2 separate regions of the Capra hircus genome follow, and region 2 is linked to region 1. Evidence: chromatin contacts called from public Hi-C data. All regions are on one chromosome and are shown on one strand. Each heading gives the region's core, a stretch centred on a gene start, on an enhancer-like site or on the middle of the called end of the contact. The rest is flanking DNA. Distances are from core to core; before and after follow the strand shown.

What was found. Hi-C and Micro-C count contacts between places; a contact is called where the count stands out from the background.
Region 2: a Hi-C map of liver shows a contact between it and region 1, with 4 times the contacts expected there. The contact joins two enhancer-like sites. A contact is called at or near these places in 3 of 5 Hi-C or Micro-C datasets (blood and liver).

The regions. Positions count from the first base shown.
Region 1 is chr24:60,996,939-61,002,842 of ARS1.2, forward strand. No RefSeq gene overlaps it. Among named protein-coding and RNA genes, the nearest start is that of ZCCHC2, 74 kb to the right of the region's middle. Within about 2 kb of position 3,588, at least 1 of the 5 cell types and tissues checked has an H3K27ac peak or open chromatin away from gene starts, as enhancers often do.
Region 2 is chr24:61,128,694-61,134,597 of ARS1.2, forward strand. It overlaps ZCCHC2 (zinc finger CCHC domain-containing protein 2), which reads left to right. Exons shown (of 14, transcript XM_018039367.1): 14 at 1-1,998. Among named protein-coding and RNA genes, the nearest start is that of ZCCHC2, 58 kb to the left of the region's middle. Within about 2 kb of position 2,653, at least 3 of the 5 cell types and tissues checked have an H3K27ac peak or open chromatin away from gene starts, as enhancers often do.

The DNA.
Region 1 (5,904 bases), core at 2,338-4,837:
GGTAAACTCCAGGAGTTAGTGATGGACAGGGAGGCCTGGCGTGCTGCAGTCCATGGGGTCGCAAAGAGTTGGACAGGACTGAGCAACTGAACTGAATTGAACTTTGAGTCAATGGACATTTGTTCACTGCTCTTCCCTAGGGGAGATTTTCCTCATTTATTCACCAAGAAGGTGGCAGGACTGTTTTGGAAGCAGGGTCTTCTGCTATCCCTGAGTTCAACCCGGAGGACACGTCCACCCGTCAGCTTACGTGGGCTGTTGGAAGTGTATGACTGTGTTTCAGAAGCCGCTCCCCAGGAACAGGTGGAGGCTTGCAATAGTTGGATACTCACTACCAGAATTCCTGAAAAATAGCAGCAAATACCCGTAAATAAACATTAGAAATGAGACAGACTGCTTAGCATTTAACATATTTTTGAAACATTGTTTACCAGTTTCTTCCTTCCTTGCCAGTCCTTAGAGTTGCCAAGTGGGTCCTTAAGATCTGGCCTGACCCCACCTCTCTAGTGATGAGCCCAGCCCTAGGAAAACACGACCTGAACTGGGGCAAGCCCTGTGTGTGCTGTTCTTACTGAAGCCTCCAGACTCCATCCCGCTGCCTGGTCGCGCTTGTAAGGAGAGGGCAGCTTTAGGAAGCTTGGCTTTGATAGCTGAGAAGCCAGGCCGGAAGCATGGAGCTCCTGGGGTCTGTGCTCTCTGCTGTAGCAGCAATTGCTAATACACCTCAGCCTTCCAATCAGAGCTGCGGGAGGGTCCCTGTGGGAGGACAGGGCATCTTCCGACTGGTCCATTCTCTGAGACACAGCAGAGCAGGTCTCCCAGAAGAAGCTACCGGCTGCCTTTAAACCTGCCCCCCACGCCCTGTTCTCTGACGCCCAAACTGCCGCAGAGCTTCCCTCCCTGGGGCCCAGAGCTGTGGTGCCTATAGGACGTATCTGTTCTAAATCCTCTGTGTGTATTTACTCTTTAATGATTTCCAGAGTCTGCTGTTGTCTCTGTTTTACAGACAACAAAAATTGAGGCTCGGAGAATGAATCGCCCAAGATCTTGCAGCCGGTAAGGAACAGAGCCAGGATTACCAAAACAAGTCAGTTTTACCCCCTAAGACCCCAGCTTTCTCCCCAGTGTCTGTGACACAGCCTTCAGTGGGTGAGGGTTTGAGGAGGTGGCTGAAGAGAGCACAGTCACATCTGCCGATCTAGCTCATAGTGGATTGAGGAGTATTTCGCCCTCATTTTAATTTCTGAAGTTTTCTCTCGCCTATAACAGGAGACATAGGTAGTTATGTCATTTAAATAGTCATTATTTACGTGCCTAGGACTTCCCAGGTGGCACCAGTGGTAAAGAATCGATCTGCCAGGGCAAGACACGGAAGACATGCAGGCTTGATCCCTGGGTCGGGAAGATCCCTGGAGAAGGCATGGCAGCCCGCTCCAGTACTCTTGCCTGGAGAACCCCACAGACGGAGGAGCCTGGAGGGCTACAGTCCATGGGGTCACAGGGTTGGACACGATCGAAGCAACTTAGCACACTAATATGTCTACATATAAGACATACACGTAGAGACACAGAAGTCTGGACCATACAGATGAATTTGATGAGGACCCAGCTCAGTCTCACATCGCAGCAAGTTTCAGAATGGGCGATGCAGCCTGGGTTTCTTCAGGATCGACTCTAGCAGCTTTCTAACTCCGCCACAGTTGAAAAGTTTTCCCTGAAACCCATCACCAGAGAACACCACACATTTCTGTTGTATTTGATCCTCAAGTTTTACTTCTGCAAAAATCAGAGGAAAGTGCCAGAATGATGGCAAACAGGACTTCTTTGAGTCATCAGGCGCTTGTCCAGTTCCTGGCAGCTGACTCACGCATTGAACACTGCAAGTTTCATTTCTTCTGGCAAATGTAACATTGACATCTTCAGTCATTTCTCCTAACACTTCTTCGAATTTGATTTTCTTTTTAATATAACTGTCCCTTTCCTCAGTATTTTTTTTTTTTGGCAGAAGTAGCGGCCCTCTTACCAATTTCTTCATACTCATCTTTAAAGAACAGTCTTAAAGCATCGTGTACCTTGTTCAAGGTGGATCCTGGCAGTCTGAAAGTATTCTTGTACGCTTACATGAGTGAGGGAGTGAGTGAAGTCACTCAGCCGTGTCCGACTCTTTCCGACCCCATGGCCTGTAGCCTACCAGGCTCCTCCCTCCATGGGATTCTCCAGGCAAGAGTACTGGAGTGGGCTGCCATTTCCTGAACAGCAGAATTTAAGTCACTCCAGCCCACACCTCTGTCTGCAGTCACCCCCATTGTCAAGGTCTCATGTCCTGTTTGGGGACAAGCGCCTGTAACTGTGTCCTCCCTAGGTGACAGCCAGGTTAACGTCCACATGGACTCTTTATTAAAAGGATAAACACCGCAGATGTGCTCATCAAGGCTTCAGGGGATAACAGTAAACTCCACAGTAACCACAGTTGTTTAGAACTTCGACCAGATTTTTGCTGAGGAACATTGTATCATTGGGCTTCCCAGGTGGCGCCAGTGATAAAGAAACTGCCTCCCAGTGCCACAGGTTCGACCCCTGGGTCGGGAAGACCCCCTGGAGGAAGGCCTGACAGCCCACTCCAGTGTTTGATGGGATACAGTCCCTGGGGTCACAAAGAGTCGGATGCGACTGAAGCGACTCAGCACACACAATGTCATTGTATCATTAGTGCAGTGATCCTGAGTGGCTGACCAACTTTTAGATCGTTTTCCTAGCGTTCTGATATTCTGTGTAGACAGTGTGCCCTCTTGCACCAGGCAGACTGCCCCCCTTGCCTGCCTTTTAACTCATGGCCTTTCACCAGAAGACTGACTGACCTCACCCGTGGGATGCAGATGTCAGGAAACCCTTCTGCTCCCACAGCCTCGTGACTTCTTAGCCTCCAGCTCACTTTATTGCACAGGATCGGTGGTGGTGTAGAGTCGCTAAGTTATGTCTGACCCATTTGTGACCCCATGGACTAGCCCGCCAGGCTCCTCTGTCCATGGGATTCTCCAGGCAAGAACACTGGAGTGGGTGTCCGTGCCGTCCTCCAGGGGATCTTCCCGACCCAGGGATGGAACCCAGGTCTCCTGCATGACAGGCGGATTCTTTACCGCTGAGCCACCAGGAAAGCCCCTGCACAGGATTAAACGTTTAAAAACAGAAGTCCCATGGGTGGGTTTTTTTTTCTGCTCACACCACCCCCTTTACCTGGGAGGGACTGTGGGCATCAGGGCCCAGCTGACACCCTCTAGTCTCACGGTCCGTCCCCCCAGTCCCCCCAGGCCAGCTCTCCGCAGAGAAGACCGGCTTGCTCTCCAGCTCTCCAGACACCCTCTTTTCCTGGCTTCTGGAAGTAGAGTTCTTGTCCCCTTTTAGCCACGCATTTGAGATCGTGGCAAAGACGACTCTTCCTCCCGCTCCCTCACGGCAGACATTCTGCTGAGTCGTTTCCGGGGCCCCTGCTAGCGAGCTCTGGGGCTGGCCGTGAGTGAGGGCAGGGGCCTGGGCCGCCCCTCCTGGGCGCCTGCAGAAGGGGCCCCTGCAGGAAGGGTCGGCTGTGGGCACCGCCCCTCGGGCGATCCTCGCACCCCGTCCCGGGCACTGCTCGGCCTCCGGGTGAGCGCTTTGCCTTGCTCAGCATCCTCGGATCGGCTGGGCCCTGGGGACGTCCGGGTGGCCGTCTTTAACAGCCAGAGCCGGGTTTCCTGGCAGTGCCCTGCTCAGGCGCACAGCCCTGTCTGTCGTGGCCCTGCCCTCAGACTGTGCAGGAATGACTCTGGAACATAACGCCCGCCCTGTTCCTGGTCTCTGTTCCCACCTCCCCTCCGTATCCGCCTCTCGCCAACCTGCGCCGGAAGACGGGGCGGCCTCTTCATTCCCATTTTAGAGATGGGGAAACAGATGCCGAGGGTTGAAAATTACCCACGGGGGTGCGTGCAGCTGCCCTTAGGGGCAGAACTGGGACCAAAAACCACTCCCACCCCCAGTTTCTTTTTTTAATTAAAATTTTAAGCTTATCTTGGAATATAGCTGACGAACAATGTCGTGATAGTTTCAGGTGGACAGCAAGGCGACTCAGTCATACACATACGTGCGCCCATTCTCCCCCAAGCCCCTCCCATCCGTGCTGCCACTTAGCGTTGAGCGGCGTCCCCTGCGCTTCGGAGTAGGTCCTTGCAGTGTATCCCCCGGATTGAATTTTGTAGACGAACGCGTCTCTGTAGTATCCACTTCGGCCGCACGGGGGCTCCGCTGCCGCGCACGGGCGGCCCTCTGGCTGGGTGCGCGGACTGCTCGCCGCGGAGGCTTCTCTCGCCGCCGAGCTCGGGCTCGGAGGGCGCGCCGGGCCCCGTCGCTGCGGCCCGCGGGCTCAGTAGCGGGTTCGCGGACTTCAGAGCGCAGGCTGGGTGGCTGTGGGCGCGGCTCAGTTACTCTGAGCAGGTGGTGTCTTCCTGGACCAGGGGTGCAGACAAAGTGTCCTCTGCATCGCGAGGCGGGTTCTTAACCACTCGACTTCCCGGGAAACCCTGTCGGTTTAAGATGCAGCGCCGTCCCACCCCCGTCTCTTAATCTCTCCTCCGCCCCCCACTTCAGTAAGCCTAGCCCAGGCCTGGCCTAAGCGCAGCAACCCTGGCTACACAAGAGACACCACGCAGGCGCTCAGCTGCGGAGAGTGAACAGGCCCAGTGCCTCGGCTCTCGGAACCGACGAGTCAAAGATCAGCTCGTCCACTGAGTATCAGCACGTCCCTAGAAGCACGGGAAAGTGGGGATGGCGTGCACATAGCTTGTTCCTACGACTATGTGTATTTTTATATCAGGCCATAGACGTCTGTTACCTGTGTCTATAAGCAGCACATTTAGGAAATGATCCAAACAGAGCTCTACTTGAAGCATGACAGCTTTGTGGCACCTGACCCGAGAGTCCCTGCGGGTGTTTGTGGCAGATGATAACTTAAAAATTTATTTTAATTAATTGGAGGATAATTGCGACATTGTGACGGCCTCTGCCTCACGTCGGGTTCCTTCCCAGGTGGTACTGGTGGTAGAGAACCCGCCTGCCAATGCAAGGGACAGGAGATGCAGATTCGATCCGGGGTCGGGAAGGTCCCCTGGAGGAGAGCACAGCCCCCCACCCCAGTATTCCTGCCTGGAGAACCCCGAGGACAGAGGAGCCTGGTGGGCTACCGTCCATGGGGTTGCAAAGAGGTGGACACGACTGAAGCGGCTTAGCATGCGCGCACACACGCACTGCCATACATCGACACGCATCAGCCATAGGCACACACGTGTCCCCTCCCTCGGAGCCCCCCTCCCCCTCGCTCCCCACCCCATCCTTCCGGGTCGTCACAGAGCGCCGGCTTTGGGCCCCTGCGTCATGCATCTGACTCCCACTGGCGACCTGTCTTAGGACAACATATGCTTCAGTGCTGTTCTCTCAAACCACCCCCCACCCTCTCCTTCTCCCTGCTCCATCCAAAAAAGTCTGTCCTTACGTCTGCGTCTCCTCTGCTGCCCTGCATGTAGGGTCATCAGTACCGTCTTTCTAGATTCCGTGTATTTGTGTGAATAAATGGTGTTTGCTTCCTCTTTCTGACTTCACTCTGAACAGGCTCTGAGTTCACCTCCCTCACTGAAACTGCCTCAGACGTGCTCCTTTTTATAGCTGCGTGGTATTCCGTTGTGCATACGGACCTCAGCTTCCCTGTCCATTCATCTGCTGACGCACTTCTAGGCCGCTTCCACGTCCTGGCTGTTGTGAATAGTGCTGCCGTGAACTTAGATGGTGACTTTACCGTGGCTCCCATCCCACTTTGCACAGAGATGCAGCTGCTGAACCTTCCTAACACAGCACCCTGCTCAGTCCCCACGTTTGCAC
Region 2 (5,904 bases), core at 1,403-3,902, 130 kb after region 1:
TAAAGCTTGCCTCCTTCATACGCTGAAGTGCGGGCAGTCGGGGGGGGGGGGGTGGAGGGGAGGGAAAGGAAAGGCGTTTCGTTTCGTTTGTGTTTCTTTGTCTATACATTTCCTAGATTTCTATGCAGTTGAGATTTCTCATTTCTCTTGTACGGATGTCCAAAACAAGAATGCATTGCTTTTGAGCCTCTGGTCTCCTGGTTCAACAACAGGCTTATCTGTATGATACGTGTAATTTAAACCTTCAAACAAACTATCAGAAGGAAAACCTTGATGTGTGCTTTTTTTTTTAAAACACTGAATACTTGCTGTGTGCAATGTTTACTGAATCTTTGAAACTGTGTATTTGACCTTTTTTCATAACACTGGTGACAGTCATATGGTTTGGGGGGAAAAAAACAACAACTTTGCTTCTTCCCCAGCTTTTCTCACTTTGGCCCTAATCTCCACGTTTTTGTCCCACCTCCACTCTTGACAGCGGCTGCCGGAGTGGCTGGCCCTGCACTGTCCACACTCTAAACCGCTCTGCGTAGTATCACTCAACGGTAAAATGTTTCACCTTCACAGTAAGGGAGAATCCAGTTCCCCAGGCAGTGTGTGCATATGTAATAAACACTTCCATGCACACACACCAGTGCAGCGCTCGTCCAGATGAAGATGGGAGTGGAAGACAGGAAGAGGTAGAGCCGGGTGAGACTGAGGAGACGTGGCACACGAAGTGGGCGAGGAGCTTTTTCTTTAAAAACAGAAACTTTTTTACTCCATCATACGTTTTTAGCCTGTTGCTTCAGAGAGACATAAAGTGAACAAACTCGTGTGAGTGTGGTTCTCCTGTGTGTTTGTGTTTGTAACGAAAGCCAACAGCCAATTTTACATGGAGTCCACCGCAGTCTACCACTGTGTCATGTAAAAGACACTTACGATTTCTTTTCCTTACACCAGCTGTCACAGTGTTCTGTTGTGTTTGAAATGTGTACGGTTTATTGTGATCTGAACAGAAGCTCTGCGTTTCCACAAAAGTCAGGTATTTGTTCCTATCCTGTCTCTCGTAGCAAAGTCGCTTTGATAACAGTTCACCACTGTGCTCGGTTAGAACGTGAAAGACTGAATTCTTGGTGTGCTGAGATGGTGTTGGTCATGTCAGTGTCCCGTCACTAAGTTTAATGCTGCTGTTCAAAACGACTGTTTGTTTGTTTTTAAAGCTGATCTATGTACTAAATTGCTTCCAGGTAATTTTTGATTTCCTAAAGTGCACTGAGGTTATCTGGAAGACTGGGTGTAGGTTTGGACCGCTGCCATCAGTGGCCCGGAGCAGCCCCCGGCGTTGAGCCTTGGGGGTGAGGGCTGGGGGTTGGGTGTGCTCGCCCCACCCTCAGTGCAGAGCAGAGGCGGCGAGTGTTTCTGTGGGGTCACTTTGGTGGGCAGCAGAGGAACTAAACTATCTGGCCTTGGCTCAGAAACCTAACAGGTTGCCAGACAGAAGGAAACACTTGAAGTAAGAAGCTTCCTGTAAAGCTTCATAGGTAGAGTTTATATTTATAGCACCAATGTACATTTTGAAACCTTCTTTCAGGGGTGGGAGTAAAAGGGGAAGAAAGGGGGGGTGGGAGAAGGGGTAGGCGAAAGCTTTAATTTAAAAAGAAAGTTCAACGAAAGGAAATTATTTTGATTAAATATATTTTATTTGGGTATTTTTGGACCATATTATTAAATTAATTGTTAAGCTGCAATCGAGCTGTGGAAGTGAGAGTTTTGATAAGCCCTGTATGGACCGCATTGTGAATCACTTGCCAGTTGTACTTTATGGAGCTTATTTTATGATTTAAAAGACTGTACTGTATATAGGAGGTATGTTACCTTCTCCTTATTTGTATGTTTACCATATACTTTGATATTTGAAATGTTATGTACTGGAAAGGCCACTTATATTTCTAGAAAAGATTGGATTTTATGCAACCTTTTTTCCTTGAATTAACAGCAATAAAAAAATGAAAAATGGCTTCAGAATTGTGCTTTATTGCAAATGTAGCAGTGAAGAGAGGGGGACATCATACCCGGTGGGTTTGGAGTTGTTTTTCCTTTTTAAAGAATCAACCAGTTATTTCCCTGTAATGTGGGCAGTGAATCCCCTGGTTATTTACCATCTGGGAATCCCAGCCACCCCAAGCAGCCTGCCTGACTGTACAGGTCACCCGCGTGCCCACTGCAGGCAGAGCCTTGCCCGGCCCCTCCGGGGGTCCCGCGCTCAGGGTGCGGGTCTGGAGCCGCTCGTGCAGGCTTCCTCCGTGCCCGCCGGGCGGGCCACGGGTCTGGAGAGATGGCGGCGCCCCCTGGTGGCCCGCAGGAGCCCGCTCCGCTAGCCGGCGGGCAGGCCCTCCCGCGGCGCGGCGGTGGCGCCTGTCTGCGGGGCGTCTGCTTCCGCCGCGCGAGGTCCCCGCTCTCAGTGTCGCTGGCCTCTCGCTGCGCCGTTTCGCGTCCTCCTTCCCCAGCGCGCAGTCTATTCTTCCTTGGCTCGAGCTTTAGAGAAAGGGCGCCCTTCACCTCGCCTCCTGAGACTGCCTCTTCTCATCCGGTGTCAAGCAGACACCTGGGTGGTTTTCACTGCTCTGCCGTCCTTAACGGGAGCATTTTTGCCCCAGCCTCCCGGTGTCCACGTGCAGGAGCGCCCTTGGGAGACACATCCAGGCACGCAGGGGCGGGGCCGTAGGCCGTCCTCCCAGACTGGCCGGCGGTTTTCCAAGTGGCTGGCGCTTGGTCCGTGTCCCGGCCGCTCCTGAGGCCTGGTGACAGTGCCCCGGGCGGGGGGGGGGGGGGGGGTGGCTGCGTGTGAGGCTTCATGGAGGAGTGCCTGACTGCACGGGCGGGCACGGGCGGGCGCGGACAGCCCAGCCGGGGCCGGGGACGCGCTGCGGGCACCTCCGGGTGACAGGTCCCAGCCAGGGCCGGAGACGCGCTGCGGGCACCTCCGGGTGACAGGTCCCAGCCAGGGCCGGAGACGTGCATAGGCACCTCTGGGTGACAGGTCCCAGCCAGGGCCAGAGACGTGCTGTGGTCACCTCCGGGTGGCAGGTCCCAGCCAGGGCCGGGGATGTGCTGTGGGCACCTCCGGGTGGCAGGCAGTGTGGTTAGGAAGTGGGGGAGGGGGGTGACAAGGGCAACGTCGTGGGAAACGTCGTGGAAGAGCTATGGGATTTGTGGTTCAGCAGTAAAACAGCGAGGCTGCAGAATTGGGAGTTGTTGGTTGAAGGGAAAATTGGAGGTTGCCAGATTTTAAATAGAGACAAAAAGAAAAGATTTTGTTGACATCGTTTTTGAAACTGTCAGATGGTTGAGAGAAAGCCTGGAAGTTGAGAGACCGGTTAGGGTGAGGGCACGACAAAAGGCGGATGGCAGAGGTGGATGGAAGGAACCCTGGGCTGCAGAGCTGCACTTTACCACGTGGATGACAAGCTTGTTTAAGTTATGGCTTAAATAATAATATGGACTAAATAATAATGGGCAGGGCCCAGCATCATGAAATAGCACCAGGGAGGCACTCAGATGTTAGCAGAATTCTGTTTCGAGGAACAGAATTGTCTGCCTGAAGGCAGTGGTTGGTTGTGGCGGTGAGGAGCTTAGGAAATGTATTTCTTCCTTATGTTAAGCTTAGTTGTTTGAGCTCTCTCCATTGATAAAAGATAAAATATTCCTTGTCCTCGAAAATTATTTGGGATTTCCCCAGGTGGTCTAGTGGCTGACTCTGCGCTCCCAATGGAGGGGGCCCAGGTTCGATCCCTGGTCAGATCCCACATGCTATAATTAAGACCCAATGCAACCAAATGAAGTATATATTAAAAATTATTTGGAGGCAACTCTGGGCTATAATTGGAGAAGGTGGTGGCAGCCTACTCCAGTACTCTTGCCTGGAAAATCCCATGGACGGAGGAGCCTAGAAGGCTGCAGTCCATGGGGTCGCTGAGGGTCGGACACGACTGAGCGACTTCACTTTGACTTTTCACTTTCATGCACTGGAGAAGGAAATGGCAACCCACTCCAGTGTTCTTGCCTGGAAAATCCCAGGGACGGGGGAGCCTGGTGGGCTGCCGTCTATGGGGTTGCACAGAGTCGGACACGACTGAAGTGACTTAGCAGCAGCTGGGCTATAATATCCATGGGCTAAGTCTTGCAGAACCGAAGTAGAATAAGTTCTTCCAAGGCAAATCCACATTGTAGTTTTTTCTAAGTGCTAAATACCTAAACTTTCTGAAGGTTCCCGAAAGATTAAAGCACAATGCAAAATAATCTCTTTTTTTAACAGGTAGCATCTAGTACTCAGGAGCACCACCCATTAGAGCCTGGAAAACACCTTTTTTCAATTCTGTGTACTGATTACAAAAGCATTCTAAGGCTAAGGCAGTGAAAACAAGTGCAGGCAAGCTGTGGTAGCAGTTAACCCCGTAACACTTCCATCTCTCCTCTCGAAGGAATGAGAAATACTGACACCCCACCAACCCACCCACAAAAAGGATCCACTTATTTCTGGAGAAATGAATTGAGGTCTGGGGGATGAAAGAAGAGAGGGTGCGCTTTTAAACATGGTTGCTGCACTTCTGGTCGTTTCCCTGGAGCTGGAGGAAAGTCTGCAGCGGGTCCTATTTTCGCGAATGAAGGGTCCTGGAGTCCAGGCTGAGTCACCGCAGGTGAGGGTGTTTCCCCTGCAGTGCCCGCGCCCTCCTGCAGAGGGCAGCACTGTCCTTTCCCGGAGCGTGCATGGTTTTAACAGCTGAGGTCCATCTAACATCAGTATTTCAGTTTATCGCTACTTACGGGTCACGGTGTGCCCATATGTGCAAAAGTAACTGTGCCGTATCTCCAGAAAAACTGACCTAGTTGTTAAATGCTGTCCTCTTTTGGAAACTTGGCCCCTTTGGAGCATGGGCACCCATGGCGTGACCTGTGTATCCAACTGTCTGTCCACCTTGGAAGCAGGGTAGCTTTAGGCTCCCCCTTCCTGCCCTGGAAAACGGGGCCCATCACAGCGGAGACGAGGAAAAGCCTTCCTGCCGTCACGGCTCTGCTGCACTGACCGCTGGCCTCAGCCTCCAGAGCTGCTAATCCCGAGGTCCTGGTTTGCTGCTTGAGACCTGGGGGTAGGGGTGAGGCGTGTGTGTGTTGAGGGGTCCTTCACTTTGCCTCTTTGTCCTCTTGCAGCTCCAACGCCATCCACTGGAAACGGCTCTCCCGCCTCGCGACCAAGATTGCTCGTCGGGCAGCAGCGCCACCTGGCGGGGAGAGCACACCGCCGGCGAGCGGCCCGGCAGGCGGGGGCGGACGGCGCGAGGCGTTTGGGGCGGCGACCCGCGCTCAGGGCCTTCCAGCGTGCGGGCGGCTGTCCGCGGAAGCAGTGTGAGCAGCCTCCCCTTGCAGCCTCCGCAGTCTCAGTGGGGCACACACCTTACACGCACCGACGGTGCTTCCGTCTCCCGTGCGCAGGGGGCGCTTCTCCCTGTCCGCCGCCGTTGCTCAGGGGGCTTCAGGGCCGCAGACCCGCAGCCGGCGGTGAAGGCCCGGACCCAGGTTCAGAGGAGGCTCCCCTGCTCGTCCACGGCCCGCAGCGCCCCGCCGGCTGAGCCCAAGGCCACGGCCTTTGAAGCCACATAAAACGGTCCATACCCGTGGTCTCAGGAGCCGGGGGCCTCTGGACTCCCTGCGGGAGCAGAGGCCTGGCTCTGGGCGGCCCGATTGTCTCTTCGCTGCGTCTCAGTTGAAGGATTTGAAGACTCGGGCTGAGGGGAGGCGTGCAGAGGTGGACACCTCAGGACCTCTGGATGTCTGTTCTGTCTCCGATGAATTCCAGGAGCGGCATTCCTCGCCTGCACCCAGGGTTTAAACAGGCGCACTGTCCTCCGCTGAGACACCGACTCT